Linked DNA regions of Rattus norvegicus: region 1 is linked to region 2. Evidence: chromatin contacts called from public Hi-C data. All regions are on one chromosome and are shown on one strand. Each heading gives the region's core, a stretch centred on a gene start, on an enhancer-like site or on the middle of the called end of the contact. The rest is flanking DNA. Distances are from core to core; before and after follow the strand shown. Region 1 has its middle 2.7 kb from the start of Gatb. Region 2 overlaps LOC103691599 (a long non-coding RNA gene).

Region 1 (2,700 bases), core at 53-2,552, 200 kb before region 2:
TTACTTTGGGGCTTCTGACTTATGTGTCTAGTATAAGGTAAAAAGGAGCCAGAAAACGAACCTATTCTCTGTGGAAACTTGTGAATGCTTGGTTGCCTTGGAGATTTCCAAGCGAAGTAATCCAGTGGAAGTCACTGATGCCCAACTATAGAGAAAGAAAAGATACGTACTCTCCATATTTCACACAGATGCATTTCTGTTATCGATCACTAACCTACAGATTAGACAGCTACATCTTATGATTTGTTTCCATTATTATTTACAAGAAGTTATGGTATTATGTAATATGGTCCCTCCATTTGGAAATATAACCTGTAAACTGGCCAGGAGAGATAATTCAGTGGTTAAGAGCACTCTCAACTCTTCCAGAGGACCCAAATTTGTTTCCCGGCGCCCATATCCAGGGAGTCACACCTCTCTGTAACTCCAACTCCAGAAGCTGTGACACCATCTTTGGCTTTCTGCAGATCCCACACACAACAATCCCCAAACATGTCTCTCTCATATATACATATAAAAATAATTTTAGGTAATTGTCATTTACTGTTTCTATTTTTTTTTTTACTTTTTTATCTACCTCCCATGAGTAATCTGGATTGCGGTAGTAGAAATCCTTTCATATAACTAAAGAAAAAGATGAAAGTGCGTGGAACACAGAGGCAAACATTCCAAAATGTATCTCCTAATTTCTTCCATTCATCCTTCCGGTCCTTGATATACTGGCATCTCTCTTCTGTGTCCCCACGTTTTCTATACTAGCTGTAGTTGGGTTTCCTTTTTCTTCTCTCTTAGCTCCTGGAGTGAGTTTCTGGTCAGTAAAATTGCTTGGGAATGCCATGTTGTTTCATCTTTAATAGGGCTACAGAGGAGAAAGACTGCCTTCTACCCCGCCCCTTGAATACAGTTAGGACACACTGCACTACCTCCCAGGGAGTATTAGAAGAGTTTTTTTTTCCCAAGAATGTGAGGACACCCAAAGAATAGCCTACATTTTTGTACAAAGCCAGATCCAATAGAAACCCAGCCTGATTTCTAAAGCATTATACAATCACATTCTCTCCGTCTTCAAAGGCCTCCACCCTGCCACTAGAGGGAGACAAAACCTATGCATGTAAATGGATTTGCTTCTTTGAACGAATGGGAAGCTTCCAGTGTGGTACATTTTATGTCTAATCATGGCCTCTCGAAGGCCTAGGGAAGCTAATGGTGGGAGTAGGGACTTACCATCCCGTTTTCTGACTTTGTTCTCTATCAAAACTATCTCTCATTTCCAGAAATGCCTGTTGATCTCTTGGTGGGGTCTAGGAGAGGCACTGTTTTCCAGTTACCCCTTGCTCTTCAGGGAGGGCAGTTCTAGCTAATCTTCTTTCATAAGACCATTTCTTGCCTTCTTTCTGAATGCCAAATATGTACCCATCAGAACTCTTACTGACAGACAGCTCTCTGGCTGAGAGAGCTATTTTGGATCCACAACAAGGTGGCTGTCATCTGGAAGACACAGAGATTCTCATTTTCCAGGCACTCAGGAGGTAGCAGGACAGAGTTTCTAACCATATTTTTTCAAGGAGCGTGTCTCAGCTCTTTCCTTCCCAATGTTATTCAATCAATTTAAAAAAAAGATATTTGAGCCAGAGCTGATTTTCAGTTATAAATGAGACTGGTTAGGAAATATGTCTTAAATAAGATAGTTTGTTTGGGTTAGTCTTTTTTGCAAGTCTTGAATGGCCAGAGTTGAAATGGCCTGGTTCACCTCTGTATTTGGTATCTATATAAACACATTGCTTTCTGAACACAAATACCGCTCCCCCATCTAGGTTGTGTTTAATTGTGACCCTTCCCATGATCCTTCATTTTGCTAGGGAGGGGTAGGAAAAGGCACTTTGTGCTAAGATTTGTAACTTCTTCAAGCACCATGTGTTACAGTGTAAGGGGAATAATGCAAGTGGCACAAAGTTTCTGCTTTTTAAGAAGAAGCAAACAGTTTTAATTGCAACATTGTAATTTCAAGTAAAATAAAAAGATAGCTTCTGCTGTCATGGCACTGTGTCTCAAAGTCTATTTGAATATATGTGCAAATCTTAAAACCATGCCAACTAATCTTTTTCTTTAATTAACTATGTTTGTCCTGTGGAAACAAAGGCAATGCTTTAAAAATACCTAGCAGATGAATATAGAAAGCATCCACTGTGGTCTCAGGAAGCTGGATGGGTGTTGTCACAGTGTTTCTTAGTAATGCAGAAGTGAGTTTGATCTCTCAGTTGGCTATTATTTTCTACTTGTTTTTTGGCTATGGAAAGAAGCCCAGTGTTGAAATTCCAGCCATGTGGATAGGAAGGGTTGGTAGTGAAGTTAATTCAAATTCCCTATAAAAAGAAAACAAAATTCATTTAAGATGATGGGCATGTGACAAAACTTGACAAGATCATCTGCATGTAGTAAAAACACTGGAACAAAGGTAGTTCATGTCTTTGAAAAGACATTCTTTAAACACAGAGTTTCGTCTTAGAAAAGCCCTACATTTTAAGATCCAGAGACGTGCCACTGGGGGGAAAACAAGAGACTGGGAATACATGCTTGCTGGGCAGTTGGGAGAACAGGATTCATTTCTTTTTATTTTCCCATTAAAGTCTTGCTTCTGATAAAATACTGATGTGGAGGGAACAGTCACTTTCTCTAGAAGATTGCTGTGGGGCAAAGAAA
Region 2 (2,700 bases), core at 105-2,604:
CCCGGTAATTGGAGTGCTTACAAAACCAGCTCAGTACTCGAGGAAATGACCTGCAGGGTATGCTGGGATGGATTCAAACATTTCTTGTCACTTTATAGCACCTGTGACTGGAGAGAGACGGGGGCAGAAAGGAAGGTTAGGAATGCAGAAAATCTAAAATAAAACCATCACAGAGCTCAGAGCACACGCCTGCTCACAGACACGTAAGGTGGGGGAAACTGTTAAAAGAAAAGAAAAGCCCCTCTGGGCTAAGAAACCCATTCCTAGGATCTGACACCAAGTTAACAGTGGGAGCCACGCCAGGGTGAGTCTTGTAAGTGTTCCGTGTCTCAGTCCCATCTGAGGAAACCACCTGGCTGGTTTCAACCGGAAGCCTGCTTCACACTCTTTGGACAATGCTGTTTGTAAGAGATCTGGTTTGGGCCATGAACCACCCAACAGCACCAACACCAGGAATGATACTTTTCTTTCTTGGGTCACCGACAGGAGAAATCATATTGTGTTAGTTAACTGAAGAATCTGGAACACATAGGCAGATTTCAAACATCATCTAGCATCCACCCTAACTTTAAAAGCCTTGTCTAGAGTTTTCAAGTCTCCTATTCTTTGATTCTGTGGCCATCCAGACTTAGCCAATAAAACCTCGAAACTGAGAGCCCGCTTGCTGTAAATATGGCTGACTCTTCCTGTCCATTCTGTAGGAAGTGTCGGTCTCAGGCAGAGTGGGGCCTCTGCTTGCATGAGCTCCACTGGTACGTTCATCCCATTTACTAAACTGTGGTCCCCATCTGCTTCCAGTCTCCATGGTGATGTTACGGCACCCATTGGGATTTGCCCCTTCTTCCTCCTCTGCTCCTTTTCATCCTCTTCTAGTAGCTGGGTCAGAACCCAGGAGGCACCAAGAATCCTTTCCTCTCATCAACATGGGCTCTGCTAGGTCCACCAGTGCCACTAGCCTTCCCATAGGTCTCTGGACTCTGTCTCTACAATCCCAGTCTGAATTCTGCCACCTCTAACTGGAACACTGTAATGGCTTCCCCATTGTCATCCCTTCCTCCTGTCCCACTGTGCAGTGCTCACTCCTTGGCTCTCACCTCATGACCTTCTGTTCTCCTTAGAGATGAGCTGCTGCTGTCAGGTAGCATGGTAGCAGCAGTTCTCCTCACCTATCTCAGGCTTCCCCTTCAGAGTCTCTGCAGCCCGATGGGAAGCCCCACACCTTGGGTTCCTGCTAGAGTGAAGGATAAATTTCACCAGGCAGTCACTCTGGAGCAGAGTGAAGTGGCAGCCAAGAAGCATGCTCCCATTGCAGTGGTGACCACCTCAGGAATACTCCCTAGCCCATTGCCCTAGGTCCCCTCATCAGTAGGTAAGAAATGAAATCCTTGGTGGGTGATCATAAAATGGCATGCACAGAGAACTCAGCCTTAGAGGGCCTGTGGCTTCCTCTGTGGACCAGAATGTGGATGTGGTGGAAGTGTGACCAAGGGGGTGGGAGCCTGGGGTGAACTTAGATAACATCGAATGAGCACATTTAGTCTGCTTTCAGCATCCGACTTTCTCAATAAAGAAAAAAACAAAAAACAAAAAACACAAAGCTCTAAGCTGTGTGCTTTATCCCATAAGAGGCGTCCGGCCTCGCTCGTTTTTTGTAGGCTAGTTAATTCCTACATGACAGGGATGTTACACACCTCACAGATCTGGTTACTTAGCTCGCCTGTACTGGAGTATTTTATGGCAATTTTGCAAGAGCAAAGATGGCATTCGTGAGGAGAAACGCCCACTTTTTGTGAGTCACCTTCAGTACTCAGCTGTTCACCATGGGAGGGCATCATCAAGAGGGCATACAGAAGGAAGGGAGCTCTCGAGATTAAGAGAAGCCAAGTGTCCCTGTGGCAGGGGAGCCAGCTCTCCTGACAGCATGGGTCTGCTGCCAATCTGGAGGCTATTTTCACACCCTACCTGCCAACAACCCCATCTCTCCAGCAATGATTCACTGTCTCTCACCTTACTCTTTGAGTCACCTGGAGGGTCTAACCAGAAGGTTCCAGAAAACAGTAATTTTTCAGACTCCTCAGGGGCTGCCTTAGCTTTGGTCTTCAATTCTGTCTCAAGAGGAGATGATCTTTAGGGTTGGCCAGGAACATAGCTCTCCTTTTGGAAGGATTTGTCCTTTCTTTTATTCCCACTCCACTTGGGAACATGTGCTCCCCCACACGTGGTGGTGTGCTGACGTATGAGTATCTGTGTTTCCCGCTATTGTGGTTTGAATTGCTATACCCCCTATAGGCTCATGTGTCTGAACATTTGGTCCCAGCATGTAGGGCTATTTGGGAAGGTTGGGAACTTCTATAGTGGTTCTCAACCTGTGAGTTGCATCCCATGTGGGGTAATCAAAGGACCCTTTCACAGGCACATATCAGATACCCTGCATGCCAGATGTTTCCATGGCAATCTCTAACAGTAGCAGAATTACAGTTACGAAGCAGCAATGAAGGTGATTTTACAGTTGACAGTCATCACAACATTAGGCACCGTATTGAAGAGTCACAGCGTTAGGAGGGTTGAGAGCCACTGGTTTTAGGAGGTAGGGATTGGCTGGAATAAGTGGGTCACTAGGGGTGACCCTTTAGACTCTATCACCCAGCCCCACTTTCTGCCCTTTCTGCTCCTTAACTATGGACCCAGACTTTCTGCCAC

The links. Hi-C and Micro-C count contacts between places; a contact is called where the count stands out from the background.
Region 1: a Hi-C map of frontal cortex shows a contact between it and region 2, with 4 times the contacts expected there. The contact joins two enhancer-like sites. A contact is called at or near these places in 4 of 12 Hi-C or Micro-C datasets (the A7r5 cell line, frontal cortex, kidney and 1 more).

The regions. Positions count from the first base shown.
Region 1 is chr2:173,224,558-173,227,257 of GRCr8, reverse strand. No RefSeq gene overlaps it. Among named protein-coding and RNA genes, the nearest start is that of Gatb, 2.7 kb to the left of the region's middle. Within about 2 kb of position 1,302, at least 6 of the 93 cell types and tissues checked have an H3K27ac peak or open chromatin away from gene starts, as enhancers often do.
Region 2 is chr2:173,020,430-173,023,129 of GRCr8, reverse strand. All of the region lies in intron 4 of LOC103691599 (a long non-coding RNA gene), which reads left to right. Among named protein-coding and RNA genes, the nearest start is that of Fdps-ps3, 72 kb to the left of the region's middle. Within about 2 kb of position 1,354, at least 18 of the 93 cell types and tissues checked have an H3K27ac peak or open chromatin away from gene starts, as enhancers often do.